2 separate regions of the Anas platyrhynchos genome follow, and region 1 is linked to region 2. Evidence: chromatin contacts called from public Hi-C data. All regions are on one chromosome and are shown on one strand. Each heading gives the region's core, a stretch centred on a gene start, on an enhancer-like site or on the middle of the called end of the contact. The rest is flanking DNA. Distances are from core to core; before and after follow the strand shown.

What was found. Hi-C and Micro-C count contacts between places; a contact is called where the count stands out from the background.
Region 1: a Hi-C map of subcutaneous adipose tissue shows a contact between it and region 2, with 2.1 times the contacts expected there. The contact joins two enhancer-like sites. A contact is called at or near these places in 2 of 8 Hi-C or Micro-C datasets (skeletal muscle and subcutaneous adipose tissue).

The regions. Positions count from the first base shown.
Region 1 is chr2:79,723,409-79,729,265 of IASCAAS_PekinDuck_T2T, reverse strand. The region is part of intron 1 of BCL2 (BCL2 apoptosis regulator); the gene reads right to left. Among named protein-coding and RNA genes, the nearest start is that of BCL2, 81 kb to the right of the region's middle. Within about 2 kb of position 2,330, at least 2 of the 8 cell types and tissues checked have an H3K27ac peak or open chromatin away from gene starts, as enhancers often do. A contact at or near this core is called in subcutaneous adipose tissue, where this site is marked.
Region 2 is chr2:79,658,382-79,663,505 of IASCAAS_PekinDuck_T2T, reverse strand. All of the region lies in intron 1 of BCL2 (BCL2 apoptosis regulator), which reads right to left. Among named protein-coding and RNA genes, the nearest start is that of BCL2, 15 kb to the right of the region's middle. Within about 2 kb of position 2,710, at least 4 of the 8 cell types and tissues checked have an H3K27ac peak or open chromatin away from gene starts, as enhancers often do. A contact at or near this core is called in subcutaneous adipose tissue, where this site is marked.

The DNA of each region.
Region 1 (5,857 bases), core at 1,081-3,580, 66 kb before region 2:
TTTTTTATATTGTGCCATTTGCCTGTTCACTAGATGCTGAGTGAGACTCAAATAAGTAAAATGTATGTAATTTCAAAACGTGTCTTTATATTAAATAATATTGGTGCATATTGTATGTAAGAATGAGCGTGTCAGTAACAGCATAGCTATAGGATTTGGCCCACAGATTGACCTGAATCATGCTCCTCCTGTTATTTCTCCATGCTTGTTACTCCAGGCAATCATTTTCAAGCATGGGTATCCAAGGGTATTTTCTTAAGTGAAAGCAGCTTAACCTTTGGGGGGAATGTCTTAAAGCAAACTGTTCATTCCTGAGAAAATTTGGCAACTTTCTCGTTGCTGCCTGGTTTTTGAAATAGACATTTGCAAACTCTGGCCTTAATATTCAGCTGTGCTGTTGCAGAGCTGAAAAGCACAGAGTTTGCTGTGCAGCTCTTTGGAAAGCTTCCTTTATTTCTCCTTAAGGCTATGAAGTAACACAATATCCTAAAATGTTACAGACTGGGCTAAATCCTGTTGCCGCCAGTGCAGGCTCACTGACTTCCATGGGAGCTTTGTCTGGATACGGAGTTCAAGATCGGGCCTTATAAAAATACACGAAGGGTAAAGTTCAACACTTGGTGATATTATGGGTGGAAAAGAGAGGAAATGAAAAAAAACAAAACAAAACATGGAAATGCAAGTCGTGAAAATATTTTAACGTTACATTTCCATGGTTTCTTTCAGTGGGCTGTGTCTCACTTCTGTATAGTTATGACAGCTGATGCACACACACTATCAACTGCAAAATGAGCGTGTTTTGTGCCTTCTTTCTACCTTAATTTAGGAACATTCAGCCCAGTTTGGTTGGAAAGCCATTTCCAACGATTCAGTGATCTCCCGGTACTTGCCATGAGGATGGACAGAGGGTTACAGTAAAATTTGAAGACCTGGCAAAAGTATGGCATAACCGATGGTTCAAAAGAGGAATGCTAACAAAACCTGTGCAGCATGCAGTGCTTTTTCATCAGAGATTATTACAACAATAACATGAACCCAACCTAATGGTGTCTGCACTATATATTACAAGTAGCTCTTTATGATCATTCCCCCTCCCCTTCTCAAACATCCTGATTAGGCCTATTTCCGAAGCTTGTTTGAACAGCCTGTCACTATTTGTTTAAGTTTCAAACCTGTTTTAAATAAACACATGTCCATTTTATGTACTAAAACAAGGCGAGGGGGGAGGGAAGTATGACCCCTTACTGGAAACTATTTTAGCACAAAGAGAACCCTAAACAGAATCCTGACTGTTTCATGAGGTTTGTCTCCTTCTATAAACCCATGTTTTTGTCACTGGATTTTTGTCACCTAAACCGGTCTGTTTAAAATAAGAGAATCAGCTCTAAAACAAATAAGATTAGCAAAATTGCTTGAAACACTTGATGTACTCTGAAAAGCACTCTTTATAACTAAAGCAAGGGTCCCCTTGGCAAATAGACCGAGGCAAGTCCTGGCTTGGTCAACCTTTCTGGAAATGTTACACAATTGGAAAGAAAACGCTTGTAGGCCTTTATTTTAAGACCTGCCTATTTAAAATTTAATGGAAAGTTATATCCTGCATGTAAAATTATATCAGGGCAGTTAAAAGTTATACGGAAAAGAACTCTTCATTCAGCCCTGTAAGTTTTTTGAAAGCCATTTCTCTGGAAGCTTTTATGAACTCAGATCAGTCCGTCGTTGGTTTACGGTGCAAATTCACCTTGCCTGTTTCCACCCAGAAGGAAAGGTGGGAGTGTTGGAGGGAAAGATGCTCAGCCTAGGCACCTCTTGGTACCACGCCCCTGAGATGGTGGCCTCACCTTCTCGGGCCCGACTGGCAGGCCAGGGGCATGCTGAGAGCCCTGCCCGCTGAATCACCCATGGGGAGGGCAGGCCCCCGTCCTGGATGGCATTGCATGGCTTTCCAGGGAGCCTGGGGCCAAAATGGAGTTTGTTGAATTTTGCCTGTGAGGGTGAGGAGGTGTGAGAGTGCGCTGTGTCAGGGCCATCTCGAAGCAGAGGCTCTGTCTCACATTGCCCTCCTCTTCCGCTGGCCCATATTTGATCCACGAAACAAATGTCCTCTTTAATTACACAAACATTCTTTGCTTGCACTTGGAGTTTATTTAGTCTCGGTCCTCTTGCAGCTCGGCCTTCATCCCTGCCCGAGAGGCAGGCCCTAGCTTCCAGGCTGCAGAGGAGTAAATGCTTCCCATATGCTGCGCCCGGCGAAGCATTAATGACACGACTGCTCCCTCCTGACTATGCAAAGGGAAAAGCCAGCCTCGGCATGGCATTCTGCGTTTGTGACCGAGGGGGTGGTGGGGAGAGCAAACACGAGGAAGTAAAGACTTCCTTTTTCTACCTGAATCAAACAGCTGTTGAGGAAGTGACTTTATTTCCCTCGTTATCATTGGTTTGACAGGATATCCTCTTGAGCCACATTGTATTGAATGAAGAGCTGGTGAGACTTCCATTTTACTGAACGGGAATTGCCTCGCAGCTATTTCGTGCTGCCCTCTCCGTGACTCCAAAACAAACAAACACACACCAGCTCCACGCTTTTGAAGAAACCTGCCCAGGTTTGAATGACACGGCTCTGCCATCTGTCACGGTGGGAGAGGGAATGACATCCACTCCGATGCCAAGATGTAGCAGCTGAATGACTTTTCACTCACCACTGCCTCAATATGAGCAACACAAACTCTCGTAAAAGCTTTCGATCCTGCATGGTAACTCGTTTCAGAGAGAGCTTGGGGAGGGAGAAAGCCGAGAGAGCTGCTTAAATCGTCCCCTGTTTTCTATGCAGCGAAACCTCATTAAAATGTCATCTTGAAGCTAATGAGAAAAGTTCTTGGAACATAAAAAAAAAAAATAGATCTGTAGCTGTTATTCTCCTGAAGCGTCCATGGGTCTTTTATGCAAGCCCGAGTAGTGAGGACATGCAAATCAGGACAGCTCAGCCACAGACGGTGGTGTGCCGAGTGTGGTGTTTCACGAGGTCGGTATCTTTAGAGAGGCCGTTATCTTTTTCCGCCTGGGAGTGCTGACATGCTGGCGCTCCAGCCAGGTGCACTTTATCAAATTATAATGTGCTGGAAAAGAAGGTGTCACCACGCCACTCTGCTGACCACTGGCAGGGAACCTGCCCAGGGACTGGCTTTAGCATGTATACGCCCCATCAAATCCCCATCCAGGGTGTTTTTAGTTTGGTTGGTTGTTGGTTTTGTTTTCTGTTGTTTTGTTTATTTTTTTTGCCCCTCACCCTTGTCAGTGGTAGAAATGAATCTATTCTGCCTTCTGTTTTCACTAGACCCTACATAGTCTTAGATATGCAGCTTAGATTAGTTGCTGCCTGCATACCCTTTTGTTTCTCCAGTGATATCTGAGGTTTCTGTCTTTGGACAAAACTGATTCTCTTCACAGGGGTCTCACCTAAGTTCTTTGTTGTTCTTTGTTCTTGCTGTCTTTTTGTTTAAATGCTTGCACTGGTGAGCCTGTGGTCTTGGGGGCATATCTTGCAGCTCCTACTCATGCCAGGCTCTCACGGAAGGCCATGTAAATTCAAATAAATGGAAATAGTATTTGGATTATTTGCTATCTAAACGTGGCACTCAGATGGAGACATCTAAGGAGTAGAGACTAATTGTAGTTAGGTTTGTTCATAAAAACTGATGCATATACTTAGAAATATATTAATCTAACTGGTTATAGTAAAGGGGATGACTGTTCCTGTTCATACTTCTGGAGAACGAACCTGGCAGCAGACAGATTTGCTCCATAGTTGAGAGAGATGGAGGATCAACCCAGGCTATGGTCAACCCTTAAAGCATGGGGTTAGGAAGGTGTTGATCATTCAACTTGCACGGAAAGCCATGCAGTGTTCAGACAAGGCTGCATTCTTCTTAAACCAAGTCAGCATGAGAAATGTTTCAGCAATTTCGTCTTGGCATCTCTACTTAATTCAGTTAGACGTGGCTCTGCAATATGCAAAAGCCCAGACCTAGGGGAGGCTGCCTGGTTTTCTTATTCCTGGAAAGGCCCACATTAAAATGAGGTATTTCTGGCATCAGCTGTAATGTCACTGTAGCAGCTCATTGGTGGTATTTAATGGGTGCCACTTCTGAGGGAGCAATATTAGCATTAAGGAGAGAAAGAAGACAAGAAGGCAGTCTGAACAAAATCCTCCGTATTCAAACAACACAGTCAAACTCTACTCAGGCTCTACTCAGTCCTGGAGTCATACTACTTGGGTTGAATGCTAGAAGCTGTATATAATTTGTACACAGAAACGAATTCCATGTATTTTCACTAATCTTAGTTGCACTGAGAACCATTCAGTTTTAGGCCATCTTCTAGCCAAATTAATCAAACCACTTCTAATGAGTTTATATTTACATACAAACTTATCAAACACCCACAGTGATTTGTGGCTCACTTTGGAGGATGGAGTAAGCATCACAGAGTTGCTAAGGGAACTCATAGTGTACCATCACACAACCTTATCCTTTGCAAAGAAGCGCAATGTATTGGGAACACTTAACAACTTTCTGAATGACTCAGAAATAAGGACAAAATGGGTCTGAATGGCAACGCAGGCCTGTTCTCTCAAAGTGTGGTCTAAATTCTGTCTTGCTAGCAATTTACTTTCAATTTGAGTGCCATTACACTGGAAATAGCCTACCTAAATTAAAAAGCTGAATTTGGAAATTTGGACCCAGCTTGCAATTTGGCGACTGAGGGAAATACGAACACATACACCATTATGTTCCCTGCATGCTCCAGCTGCCAGTGTCTGTTACTCTCAGGCTGCTGCAAAAGAGTTAAATCATGTAACAGTCTGAGAAATGGGAACTGAAAGTAGCTGCTTGTAGAAATGTTCAAAGCGCTTTGGCACAGCTTTTGTCATCAGCCCACCACTTCAGTAATGGAGGGTTTTGTTTAATAAATGTATCCAGCTGTGCCGTGAAAGGGCTTCAGGCGCAGGTATTAGCTGAGGTAAACAGGGAAAAGAAAGACAGAAAGACCAAGGGTTTGCCAAGGAAGGGCTTGCTTGAAGTGGTCTCTGCCAGAACAGGCAGCGCATGTGAATGCAAAGGGTGAAACCGAACTAGTCTGAGCAGGCTGTGCCATCAGCTGAGCCACGAGGGACCAGTCACGCTTTTTTTTTTTTTTTTTTTTTTTTTCTGCTGCTTGTTTTAACATCTCTTAGGGAAATACCTGATCCCCTGTTTGTTGTCTAAACAGGGAGTTCTGATCCAGATACCTTTGGCTTGCCTGCCTCGCACTCAGCCTCGAGCTCCAGCAGCACAGAAGCGTTGCTGCAGCCGTAGAGCTCCAGCCCCGTCCTGGCCAACGCTGCGCTGCTGCAGCAGCCTCTGGTAAAAGTTCAGGTGAAGTGGCACCTTCTTCAGAGATGCCATGCATTCCTCACACAGCTTGAAGCAGGCTTTGGTGGTTGTTTTTTTTTAAATCTTGTGACAATCAGCTGATTTACCAGGGCAATGAAACAGCGAGGGTTACATAAAGTAACCTTACGATAAATCTGCAATTTAATGAATAAGCACAAAAAAACCAACAACCTTGAGCCAAATAAAAAATGCTGAAGACTTACATGGGCAGCTACGCTTCTACCAGCAGCCACCTGGAACATATGAGCTTGTGCATGTATTTTCTTTGGCAAGCTACGCTTCGTTAGTGGCCCAAACCATTTTTGCTCACCTGTAAAAGCCTTATTTGAGGAAGAGACGAGGTAGCATTTTTTTTTTTGCTCACTGCTTTCTCCTGCCTTTTCCTGAGCCAGACCCTGCATGCTGTACCCTGATGGGTGCTGTGT
Region 2 (5,124 bases), core at 1,461-3,960:
GCATACTTGAAAGGCTTGCATTTCATCTCTAAAAAATCCTGATAACTCTGGAATACCTAACTTCTTTCTTCTTGTTGCAAACAGAGTCTCGATTATATTCATCATAAAAAGCAGAGGATGCTGCCAGCTCTCTTCTGAAAAGCCATGGGAATAAGACGTGTATGCTTTGCTACTTCATGTACTTACTCGGGACTGACAAAAGACTTCTTTTGAAATAAATTATAAGCACGTAGCACCTTGAAGTGATTAAAAAGGAGTAAAATACTCAAATATGCTTATTTTTTGTCCAGAACAATCTCTCTTGTAACAGCTAGGACGTAGTGGGAGTGGAAACAGTTTTCCCATAGCTCAACACATTAAAGCAAAACCTTTCTCAGGGTGGATGGGGACAGGCGGCTGCGAGCCTGAAACACCTGTGGGAGAAGAGGTGAGAGGGAGGAGGACATGAATTTGGCTGCTGTTGCACTGGGAAGGATGACGGGATCCCCCTTTCCCACAGCCTTGAGCAAAACCTGAGTCTGGCCACAGATTTTGTGCTCAGCTGAAGGCCATGCCCAGAGCAGAGCTCGACACTTTCCTGCGCTGCTCCTTGGGGTGCTTCTCACGCCTGCTGCTCCTCTGCCAAAGGCTTCGCCCATCAACAAAAACTGAATCCAGCAGGCAGCTCTTGAGCCTGGCAGATTTTTTTTTTTCAGATCCTCTCTGTCCATTTCTGTGGACGGCATGCATATTCAATAACTTGGACGCTTGTCTATACTATGATACTATTAGCCTCCCACACGAATCTCATTTAAAATAATAATAATAATAATAATCAGGAACACGAACCTAATTAGGTTCATAATTAGGAACATGAAAGTAAGGCAGATTACTTTCAGAAAATTACAAATCCAAGCAAGAACATGACAAAAAGATGATTTTGAATCAAAATATAACCAGAACAGTCTGAGCGTAAGGAATGACTCCCCTGACATTAAGGGCACAAACCACCAAAGCTGACATTTCGGATATGAATCGGACTGTGAATCTCTGGCTACCCAGAACCATACCAGTTACCCCTGGAATCTTCTCCTGCTCTTCAGAGGACCAGCACAAGCCCATGTATCACATGAAGACCAGCTGAGACTTCTTAGGAAGGAACCACAGTGATGCTGACGCCTCGCCCTGAAAGTCAGCACTGGGTGAGTGCTGTCCAGCACGCGCACTGGAGGGGACACGTTCCCAAGTGATTCACCAGATAGCAACCACGCAAATCATGCACCCTGTCGCTTGCTAACATCACAGAGGAGACAGCACGTATCCCCTCCAGAGCGTGATCCTGCAACCTCCAGTGACGCCGACATCCAAGGACTGTTTGCCAAGAGGCTGAATGCTGCGCTGGGCCCTTGGGCCGTACATCAAATGTTCACATGCACTGACAGATGTTTATGTTGGTCATCCTGATTTAGCTCCCATTACATCATTTACCAAGCTACCGATGTTATCATAAATGCTCAAACAAGCTGGCGAAGGAGACTCAAATACAAATTTGATTTCCTTGTGGTGTGAGGGCATTACAGCCCAGACTGCACCTTGCTCTTAAATTAAACTGAATGACTGCACCGATTCTTTCATCCACTTGAATTCTGTATGGAAAAGAACCTTTTTGTTTCAGAAGACTGACTTCATTCATCATTTGGCTATCACAAGATGAATGAAAGGTACTATACCATATGGGGGGGATCAGACTTTGAATCACAGACTACTGGTATAAAACTAAAAACTGTTTTGTCCTTTAATTTAGGAGCTATTCGGGCTGTGATTCGCTTCAGCTACGTTAATTCCTAAACATCTATGGTTTAGCACTTCCAGTCACTTGTTTTGTGTCTGACTGGACTATTTTAACATACTGAAAATCAACTGAAAGTTGTGAGGGAGCAAAATTAATAAGCACAGGAAGTCCTCAACCTGTTGTGTGTGTGCACACAGAAGTACTGCCCTATTATCAAATGCAAGGGGTTAAATGTAAGCTCCATGGCAGCCTCTCTGTTTGCTTGGTTGTCATAAGTGTGGGGAGGGAATAGGAAACACTTCACACATCTTGTTTTCCGCTTCTAATGTATTTCTGAGTTTTCTGCTGCAGTCTTTGCTTGGATGTGTAATCACTGTGGAATGGCTACTATACCCTTGCTACGCTGCATAATACTTTCCCTTCCTCCTTCTGTAGGATTCCTCATGAAAATAGGCACTTTGTGTTTTTGGCCCTAAGGACAGAACATAATGTACTGTCTCTAGGAAAAAAAAAATCATTAAAACATTTTCCACTACTTAAAAAACAACAACACATGAAGTACTACTGTATTTCTTTCATGCACATGACCTCATAGATACATGTGTGCATCCACACACACACACACAAATGCATTCAATTTAGCTATTTATAGAGCTCTATAATTTTTCCTGGCTCGAGTTTGAGTGAGCTTCCCCTGATGGGGTTCGGTTCACACGGTTTCACGGCCCGTCATTTTGCTGCGAGTTCACATTCGTGGAACATCCCCTCCCGATCCCCGCCTCCTCCGACAATCCCGCTCTGCCGATTACACCGGCTGCTCGCTTTACTGAACTTATCAGGAAAAAACAGAGGGGTTTTTCTCTCCCAAGGAGCTGTGTGTGTTTTCTCACTCTTTCTTACCATCTCCTAGCGGCAAAACTCACGGATACAGTCGCAGCCTTGGGCAGCCACCCCTGTTTTGCTGATATAACCTTCGACACGCGTCAAGAGGGTCTCAGCAGAGTCACGTAAAGCCCTTCCAGGCATGCTGTCACTCCCTTGAGTAGGAGCTATGCAAATTTCAAGAACATTTGTGAGCCACTGAGCCTTGGTGGGCATCCACACTGCACTGAACTTTTTCTTGCTCCACTTTCGGTGAGATGAGCTCAGATACCTCAAGGCAGGGAAAACTTTTTCTCACCCTGGAGCTAGCCTGCCTTTTAGTCCCTCCATATTTCAGCATATGGGCTTGCCCCAGGGTGAAGGATGCCCCTGACTGACCTAAGACAGTGGGGTCTACTGGTATTTCATCTCTTCCCAACCCCTTTCTGGCTTTCTGGGCTGGGGAGGGAAGGCTGAACTGGAGTGAAATCCAGCAACCTCTTACTGCAAGAGTGCCTGCTGAGAGCTAAGCACCAGCCTGCAAAACTTCCAGCTAGGCTCTACTCTCTTCTGGAGAGAAACCAGCCCCCGGCTGCACCAAGGTGGGATGCTGGAGGACACAAAACAACAACAGAGAAACAACCAAGTTGTCCCCCTTTCCACATGACAGGGCTCAGCACAGTCGGACCCGAGAGGTACAGCCTACCCAGAGAGGCACAGCTCAGAGAGCAAAAAGCTATTAAAGCAAAAACCCATGAGGCAGATAACAGCTCACGCCAGAGTTCTCAAAATTTAAGCGTTGATTGTTCAAAATTTATGTCTAGATTTTTCTTAAGAATGCAATTTCCTGGCACATGGTACAGCTCGCTGTAGACCTGCATGTCAGCACAGCAGGCATCCTGTTGCAAAGGTTATTATGGAACTATTGAATGTTTTCATGCCAAATTTGTCCAAATTAAACCGAGGGGAATGGAAATACTTTCCCTGGATAGGTGGTGGTTGTATTAGGTGGGTTTGTTTATAAGGAGAATAAAAGTTACAGCTAAATATAAAAGCAGATATATCATAATATTGTCTGAGAACTTGAATAACATGTCATTCAGCCTGCGTGCTGTGGAAAGAACATTAAGGTCAAGTCTAAAATAAGATCAGTGACTGTTTGACAATAGAAACATGTAGGAGGTAGAACAGGAGAATTTTCCACATTTTTTTAAATGACATTTTTTTGTAGAAAAATGTTCTTGCCTGTCTTGCTACGGGTCCGAGGCAAACCCCATCGAACTTGGTGCAAAACATGCTGCTGAATTCAGCATGTGTTTGATCACCCCCTTGACAAACCTGCATTAGTCATTTGTGCCAGGTGTTTACTTTTTGCATGAGGCTCAATTTGAAAATAAAAGGAGGCTCCTCTGTTGCATTTTTGTTTTTAGAGAGTTTCACTTTCCGCTTCAGCCCTCTGATCCCGTTCCCCTGGAAGTCAATGACTTCAGTGAGGTTCCTGCTACGTTTTAAAGGTAAGGACGGCCGTGTTTGCAGCACTGGGGATCCAGCAGAATTCCTGGCAAGGTCAAAAAAAAGGAGAGAAGAAAAAAAAAAAAAAGACCCACACCAATACTTTAAGTACTTTATAAAATCAAGTGTTCCTTTTTCACTTTATTCATCCACCAAAACTTGGGGTGAAGATATGGCTCCATGGACCTGCCAGAGTGAAAGCACCAGCAGGATGCCAGGTCCCTGGGCTGCAGCAGGGCAGCTCCGGAGACTAATCCAAGGCCAGGGGCTGAGGCCAATGCCCATTGCCACCATGTCACGCCTCGGGACACTCCCAGGTCTGGGGCACAAGAAGGGGACACTGCCAAAATTAGTATCATGCCGAGGGCTGGCACACGATGGCTTTGACCCTTAACTATTCCGCTGGGAACACGGCATTGTTCTGGCCCTATTAAGAATAATTTGCATCTTGTCTAATGGCCCTGGGAGGAAAAAATAAAAGTAAAAAGGGTGGCAGGCCTTGAGGGAGGAGGAGAGGAAATGGGAGTGCTGCCATTTTCTTCTGAGAACTGGCAAAATAAGAGGCTGACTTTCTTACGGAGCCAGAGGTAAAACCAGTCATTGCAAAATTATTTAATGCCTAACGAATCACCCACCCTTCATTGCCACAACGCAGGGTTTTCAAAACCTCTCAGCTGTACAGAAGAGCTTTTGTCCAACCGATCTGGCAGGGACCTTGACCACAGGAAGCTTATTCCAGAGAGACCCCGAGCCTCTCCCGAGGCACTGGTGGGGCCGACACCTCGTGATAAGGAGTTGCTCTGAAAACAGGGAGAGAGAAAAGGGACCTCTGCCCACCACGTTTCTCCACCACCCTTGGAGCCCTGCTTCTAAACAGCAGAAAAACAGCATCACGTCGCCCTGGCTTCTGACATTTCTAGCTGAGAGGTGTTTCTTTAGGGATCAAAATGTCCTCAAAAACAAACAAGCTGGCTGTCCAT